Linked DNA regions of Delphinus delphis: region 2 is linked to region 1. Evidence: chromatin contacts called from public Hi-C data. All regions are on one chromosome and are shown on one strand. The core of a region is the stretch at or near the end of the contact, and the rest is flanking DNA. Distances in the headings are between cores, read along the strand shown.

Region 1 (4,185 bases), core at 674-3,173:
TCTGGGGGTCAAAAGCCGCAACTGGATTTCAGGGGTGAGGCTACCACGGTTGGTGACTTCAGTGTTCTCCTCCAGGAAAGCTTTCATCTCAGGGTCCAAAAAGCTTCCGGTTCCCCTCCAGGGGCAGTGGCCCCAGGGAAACAAAGGAAAACGGCTGCTTCTCACAGCCTTCCGAAGGACACCACAGCAGTTCATGGCAAATGATGTAAACGCTCTCCAACCTGAGCTCAAGGCCATCGGTCCTGTCCCAAAGCACAGGTTTGTTGGTGCTGCTCTTAATAACAGCTGCTCCTCCTCCTCCTTCCTGGGGAAAGAATAAGGGTCTGGCTGCCAAACTGATCTCAACTGGAATCTCTGGACCTCTAAAAACATAAATAATACTGAAAACTCCAAGGCTCACCAACACTTCCAAATCCTATTGCATAGTAAGAAAATGTTAGTGTTAGCTCTGTAGCAGATGCTGCACAAGTGCAAGTTCATTTTAGGTGAAAGCGTTGGTGCATTAATTTAGGAAAATCCAATCTTCTAAAAGATGCCTTTCCACAACAGAATCCTTTTTAGTAACTTATAACAACAAATATACAAGCATCTGATTTTGAGAGAATCCTCAGGAACACGCCTTTTACATAAAATAAGGTATACCTTTAAAGTTCTTTCATTCATTTAATAAATCACTTACCTTTAAGCAGGCACTGTGCTTGGCAACTGTGAACAAAATAAACAAAGTCCCCATCTTCGGGAAGCTTAGATTCTAGTGATGGAATAGAGCAATTATCAGGGCAAACACAGTTCTTGCCTTTATGAAGTCTAGCCAAGATTATGCAGATTACCAAATTGTAACTGTGGTTAGAGATATACAAATTATACTGGCTGCTCAATAAAGATAGTCCTAGCATAAAACATCAATGTAATCAAGATTCAGGTGTTTTCCTAAAAACAAACAAAAACAAAACAAACAAAAAACTATGGATTTAATTGTAATAAAAGAATATCAACTCCCAAATCTCTTTCTGTAAATACCTCTGATGAGTCATCTTTACCAAACCTGGACTTAATAGAAAGACACCTTGATGAAAATAAGAATGAGGAAGAGCAGTTTAAGCACAAATTATACACCCAGTTGTTTGGGACCTCTGATCTGTTCTGCATAAATATATAAATAGTCTTACATCCACCCAAGTACTTAGAGTAGGGGCCCCAAACTCAAATGCCTACCCAGGGCCAGACCGGTGATAAATGAGTGATGCAGGCTGGTTGTTAGATCACAGAAGGGCTGTGGCAAACTGGAAACTATTTCAAAACAGTCCCCAGCCAGGGGACACGTGGCCAGATCTTTCAATTTCTCAAAACAATCCAGCTATTTACCCATAAACTCCCACTTTTAAACGTGGGCAGTTAGTTAAAATACCAAGACACGAGGAGGGGCAAAATGTCTGTCTGTGAACCAAGGACAGACCTTAAGTGGGTGCAGCCCACGTTTATTCCTTGTAATCTACGGGTCTCTAACGGCCTGACCTCATTGGACTAATCGTGTAGGGAAGGATTGGGTCAGCCCTTGAATCTCACGAGCCTAAGGTTTGAAAAGACAGCAGAGCAAATACAAGATGATTGATTTTGGACACCCTGTCATGCAGACCGATGATGCCCCGCCCACGCCAGCACCAATGAAGCATCCGTTATGAATATGTGATTATGCGGTGGACACTTGGTACCTGGATTAACTGGTACGGTGAGAAGACAGGTTTAAAGGGGCAAGTTACAAAGTGTTATCACGTAACTTCCCTCGAAGGAGGACGGGAGTCAGTCTTAAAGGGGCAGGCACAGTCCTCCTTTTCTCCTTACCTGGCTGTGCTAACACCGTCCCGGGAAGCTAAGCACAGGGCAGGTCTGTCACTCGCCTTTGCGCCTCTTTTCGCGCCTTCTTTACAACTGCACGCTGGGTCCCACCTCCCCCCCAGAACCGGGCCCCAACACCCAGCACCCCCACCCCCGCCCTGCGTCCCCGCCCCGCCCTCCTGCTCCGCCCTCCTTCCCGGCAGCACTTTCTCTCCCTTACCTGGGCTTCTTAAAGGGACAGGAAGTGCGAAATCAGCCGGCGCCCTGACCTCATTTGGGAAATAAGGGAATGTCAAATACTGATTTCTAAAAAATCCACTCTGAAGCCGTGGATCATCTGCTTCGTGTCAATCACACTTCTAGGCACTGGGCATAGAGCGGTGAGCAAAAGAGACAGCACAAACCCTTAATGACGCTTATATTCAACTGGAATTAAATCATAATATGTCATCCCTTTTATAATAATTTTCCTACACGTACAATCTTTTTTGTTTTTCAACTGTAACTTCTCCTGTCAATAACACTCACTGATTCTCTTGCTAGTAATAATTCTTAATAGATGTTCAAGATCAGTTTGTCTAAGGACTTCTCTGGCAGTCCAGTGGTTAAGACTACACGCTTGCACTGCAGGGGGCGCGGTTGCATCCTTGGTCAGAGAACTAAGATCCCGCATGCCGCCCACCCCCCACTCCCCACTCCCCACCCCCGGTTGAAAAATCAATTTGTCTAAGGATTTTTTTTTTTAATGGATGAGCAATCAAGCCACATTATTTTTGGCTGCCTTGGGTCTTGTTGCTGCGCATGGGCTTTCTCTCGTTGCGGCGAGCGGGGGGCTACTCTTTGTTGCCGTGCGCGGGCTTCTCATTGCGGTGGTTTCTCTTGTTGCAGAGCAGGGGCTCTAGGCACGGGGCGCTTCAGTAGTTGTGGCTCGCAGGCTCAGTAGTTGTGGCGCACACGGTTAGTTGCTCTGCGGCATGTGTGATCTTCGCGGACCAGGGCTCGAACCCGTGTCCCCTGTATTGGCAGGCAGATTCTTAACCACTGCGCCACCAGGGAAATCAAGGATTATTGTTTTTAACCAGCTTCTGTATTCTATCCCAGTGATAGTTTTAAAATCGATCTGCTTCTCTCCATCCCTCCTGCCTCTGCCTTATGATTGCTTGCTTGAATTCCTGCTACTGGTCTCTCTGCAATCCTGCCTTCCTCTATCCCATTCTCTATAGTGCAGCTGAAATGGTTTTTTCTGAAACTTTCATTCCATAGTCCAAAAAAAGGCCTTACATTCCTACAAGATAAGATAAACCAGATAAGCCAAGAGAAACAGACTGTAAGCCCTGAGAAACAAACGTGGATTTTCTTTTCTATTGTTTGGTGGTGTTTTTGTTTTTTGTTTTTGGTCACGCCACTTTTCATGCGAGATGATCTTAGTTCCGCAACCGGCGCCCCCTGCATTGGGAGCTGCCTGGTCCTAACCACTGGACTGCCAGGGAAGTCCCGCCCTTTTGTTCTTTTTAATTGAAAGAACTGTCTCGCTTTTATCAAAATTGACCCAAATGCAACAAAGCAGACCCATCAACTGTCTGATAACAATTGAGCTATCATCTGACCTTGTGATTTTTGCCTTTAAATATGTGCCTACATTTTTGTACACGAGCCAATTCTCTAATAACTGGACACTCTTGCAAGTGCAAGTAAAAATAATTTATCCCCGTACTCAAATTTGTTTTTAAGCGTTTTTTGAACAAGTTATTTAATTATACTTATTAGTTGTATGTCCTTGGGCACATTATTAAACCTTCCTAATGAAGGGGATTAGGATATGCCATTGTGGCACAAGAATTATTTTGAGCGAAAGAGTTTCTGAAATCTCTTATCTGCCTAAAGCTGACTCTCCCAAAAGAACTCAACTGTCATAAAACTCCTCCTTGAGAACAACTTTAATCTTCTTGGACTTGAGAAGTGGGCACCACACCCAAACAGACATTGTCTCAAGGCTATCATATCTCCTATCTACTCTCCTAAAAAAACATTTATCTTTACAAAAAGTCACTCCCATAAGTGCCCTTTCTCTCCTTCCCCATCACCTATGATGAAATAAAATATATGTTTTCTAAGGCAGGACAAGAGAATTTAAGCATAGCAGATGCCCTTCCTGACAGGGCTCTTCCTAATGTGCAGTATGCATCTACATTATACATTAACCAGATCTCCTCAAAGGCAGGAATGTCTGCTCAACCATAAAGATCATTTTTTCCCCTTCTTCTGACGCCAGCAATATAACTCCTTAGAAGATAACATTCTTTTCTTAATCCTGTAAGGGGTCATGGTGACCTGCTGCTCCCTTCCTAC
Region 2 (4,185 bases), core at 791-3,290, 250 kb before region 1:
AAATAATTCTCCCAAGGTTGCAGAGATGGCAAGTGGTAGAGCCAAAATCTGACGCTCAGCAGTCTGACTGCAGGGACCATGGTCTTAATCATTACAGATTTCCTAACACTACTTGGAGTTTACAGGATGGAAGCCCTGAAATGACCTCTTTGGCTTTATAGGTTTATATTTCAGGGGATGGTTCTCCCAGAGTTCTGCTCTGTGCTGCCTTCCTCCAACCCCATGTGCCACATATGATGAATTTAAAAAATAAGAAACAAACCATGTAGAGAATAATGTTAAGTAGACCTCTTCCTCAGTAACTTAGACCACAGTCACCTCACCATCATCTTCTATTCCTTTTCTTGCAAAGATGAACAGCTGAATTCTCCATGCTATGCCAACCATATTTCTCAAGCTTTGACGTCAAATCCACAGCATTCTATAGTTTAATATTTAACCAATGCTGATTCAACTTAATAATTTTGTTCCACAACAGATAAATTAGAGTAGACTACTTAGAGGAGACACGCTTACCTTTAAATATGATATTACTCATTCATTACTGTATATGTTCCCATTTCCTTCCAAACGTGTCAGTATCACTCCACAGTGTTTACTTCTTTGGTCCTAGGAACAGCAAGAAACACTTTATAACTGATAATAATTTAATATAAAACTTAAATATATAATATATAACTTAATACGAAAATTATAGTTGAATTTTATTTATATAAAGTTCACATTAAGTTTGTAATAAAAATACACACTAATCTGTTTACTTGATACGACATTGCTGTGCAAACTGTTCCTTAAGGTTGCACCAAAAGCAAACTAAGTTTACTGAATTCTTATTAAGAAGGCAAAGTAACAGAAACAAACTGGGTCTGCCTTAAAATACCGTTCACTTTTTAAGTGATAATTCACGTGCGCTCCTCCTGGGCCACTATTATTTTATCACGCTAAACAACACTTTAACTTAATTCTTTATTGGATTAGTAAACAAGAAGCCAACTATACAGTAAAAAAAAAATAAGTAAAACCTTAACTCATGCATAATAATACTAAAACTTAACTGTGGTTTACAGCTAACGCATTAATCAGAAAAATCCCCAAACAAGCTCTGCGACCCGCCTATTTAAATGCACCCAAGCTCATCCCCATCACTTGCTGTTCTCCTTATTTTGATTACAGGCACTAGAAGTATTACAAATTGTTTTCAGTGAAACGATTCTCCGGAAGCTTGCTGAACTCAGGATCCTAAGGTCATCTGCTTAGGGAATTCGCGTCCCTCGAGAACATCTAAAATCTGTACGCATTTGTGCATTTAAAAATGCCTCGAGGGACTAACTATTGCAGAGGAACAGAAAACGTCTCCGGCACAAGCGCGTTCGCGGGCCACTTGGAGATGCAAGCGAAGCAATTCTGTTTCGGGAGGTTCTGCATAATGGGGGTGGGGAGGAAGAAAACACTAGAAAAATAAATGCAAAACAAAGATCTTTTTTTCAAGCCAGCGACAGGAAATCAATAACAACATAAGCCACTCTCACATCCAGCCTAACCAATCGCCTTGGAATTTAACAAAATGCGTCCTCGCAGTCTGCACCCGCGACCTCTACGGTGAAGAGTAAGGCGATCCACAGAAAACACACGGCGAGGCGCCGCCCTCTGGGTCAGGCTCTGAGTCCGCGGCTCCTCCGGGCCGGCCCCGCGCCGTGGGAGGGCAACAAGCCGAGCCCAGCGGGCCCGCCCAGCTCTGGGCGGCGGCCAGCGGGGCGCGTTCACCGTGGGCCCGAGGCCCGAGCCCCCGGAGCCCCTGCAGCCGCCACTCTGTCCCCGCCACAGAACAAAAGCGCTCACCGCCGCACGCCCAGCCCCGCCCGCAGACGCCTGGACTCCCGGTGCCCCCAGCCCAGCCAAGACCAGAGAAGATGTGCGAGTGCCGGCCGGGAACCAAGCCCCCCCACCCCCAACTCACCAACGGGCACACAACCCAGCCAGGGCGAGCGGAGGAAAACGCAGCGCCTGGCAGCCCCAGAGTTTAAGTCAACTCGGGTCCGCCTCCAGGGGCGGGTCGAGTTGGAGGCCCGGCTCCCGGAACAGTACAACCCCTCCCCGGGCGCAACGGCAGCTGCGAGACCCGGTCCCCGGCGCCGGGGTCCTAGTGCCGATCGGATGAAGTAGCGTCCGGGGCCAGCCCCGCCCCCCAGTCATCTCCCAAACTTGCAAAGCTAGTTCACGTATCTGAGGAAGAAAACTCCAGCAGTGGCTCTCCGCCTTTAACTTGCATCAGATTCTTTCGAAGGATTTGTTAAAAAGGGACTGAAGAGCACCATCTGCAAAATTGCCAATTCAGTAAGTCTAACTCCGGGCTGAAAATTCCTAACAAGGGGGAGCATCCATTAACGCAGAGAAACCTCCTAAAAGAAAAGGAAATAGACTCTTTTTGCTGGGGGATTTCTACAGGAGAAAGTTGTGAAAATTAATAAAGGGAAACCTCACCAAAATAGAGTTGGGAGGCCAGAAGGGGGAGCTCTCATGCAGTACAGTACCACTCCCAGTCAATTACAGAAGGAATTGTCAATTACAGGCCCCAAAGAGCAAGATGTACATTGCAGTTCATACAAGAAACAGACTACCCCAGCAACTCAGCCAATGAGAAACTGTCATCACCCTCACTTTTCACCATGCACTTTCCTTCATAAGAACCCCCCCCAAATTCCTCCATTTTCTCTATAAAGTAACTTTCCTTTGTTTGTTGGACTTGCCTATAGCTTTTGCTATAGTTTGCTTGACCCAAATTGCAATTCGGTCACCAAGTGCAAAGTGATACTGCTTGCCCCATGACAGGCCAATAAATCGAGAGACCAGGTGTTGGGGTAAGGAATAGCGACTTTATTCAGAAAGACAGCAGTCGGAGAAGATGGCAGACCAGTGTCCCAAAGAAACATCTTACCGGAGCTAGAATTCAAGCTTCTTTTAATACTAAAGGGGGAGGGGGTGTGGTTGGTTGTTGCAGACTTCTTGGTGCAGGCCAGACCCTGGAGGGGATGTGAGCATCCTTTCTTCTTGTATCTGTCCACAAAGGTCTGATCACCATGTTCCTGTAAACCTCCAACAAGACAAATGTTATTCTTTGTTCTGCAACTGTTTATCTCTATGTAAATGAAAAGTCTTAAACCTTTAAAGGTCAAACCCAGAAGGCAGAGCCTTGAGAATGGCTATCAAGTACATTTCAGACTCTAGGCAGCATTTTTTTGGACAAAGGTGTAGAACCAGCATGACTAAGCACAGGCAATGTGGCAACAGAGCGCAAAGGTTAGAGCTAAAGGTATCAGGTTTGTTCTTCTCTGTTACAATTCCTCTGCTATTCCCGAAAAAAAACCATTTTTGCTGGTAAAATAACTTTTATTTTTAAAGTCAACAAAGTAAACAAGGGAATCCAATCTGAGTGAATAAGAATGAGAAAGGGCAGAGTTGGTTAGTTCTTGTAATATGTAGGGCGGGGTAGTCCTTTGCCCTCTTGAGGTGGAGATCATGGCTCTGCACTCACTTTGGGGAAATCACTTAACCTGTCTCTGCTCAGTTTTCTCATCTGTAAATTGAAAATAACACTAACACTTACCTCATAGGATCGTTGAGATAGTTACATGAGCTAATACATAACTAAAAGCAGCTCTCAGAACATGGGGTGGTGTCCTTGGCTCAGATATGGGGTTTTCCAGAGCCTAAGCCACACAGGTCAGCAAACAGAAGTGAATGCAAGAAACAGGGAGTTTTGTTGCAAGAAAGTCTGACATGAACCCCACTCCTATATAGCCTAAGGATGGCTTAATGCCCAGCAAGATTTAATGCCCGGGAAGCTACAACTCATTCTGAAATGAAGCAGCTGATCTCTCTGCTGTGTATCCTTGCCCCTGTTTGTGCTGACTTTCTCCTGTCTCCTTTAGATGAATAAAGCTTGTCTGATTTTCCGAAAGTGTGGTCTTTCCACCACTCCTAAAGTACAACTGACATTTGTCAATATAGCAGGCCTGAAGGGTCACCAGCAAGGGGACTTGCAAGGGGAGGACACACTCTCTAGAACCTGAAAGTTGTTTAATCAGGGGCTGGACTTTAAGTTGCCTTCTCTTTAAGGTATTTATAATTCAGTATGCTAAACAAAGAAATTTGTTATCCAACTGGTCAGGCTGGGGAAAGATTCCC

What was found. Hi-C and Micro-C count contacts between places; a contact is called where the count stands out from the background.
Region 2: a Hi-C map of lung shows a contact between it and region 1, with 3 times the contacts expected there. The contact joins the promoter of RESF1 here to the promoter of ETFBKMT in region 1. A contact is called at or near these places in 2 of 3 Hi-C or Micro-C datasets (lung and muscle).

What each region holds. Positions count from the first base shown.
Region 1 is chr11:26,322,665-26,326,849 of mDelDel1.2, reverse strand. ETFBKMT (electron transfer flavoprotein subunit beta lysine methyltransferase) reads right to left here and starts at 1,923. Exons shown (of 4, transcript XM_060024550.2): 1 at 1,843-1,923; 2 at 1-304. The coding sequence starts at 237.
Region 2 is chr11:26,577,678-26,581,862 of mDelDel1.2, reverse strand. It overlaps RESF1 (retroelement silencing factor 1), which reads right to left and starts at 2,040. Exons shown (of 4, transcript XM_060024559.1): 1 at 1,958-2,040; 2 at 517-609.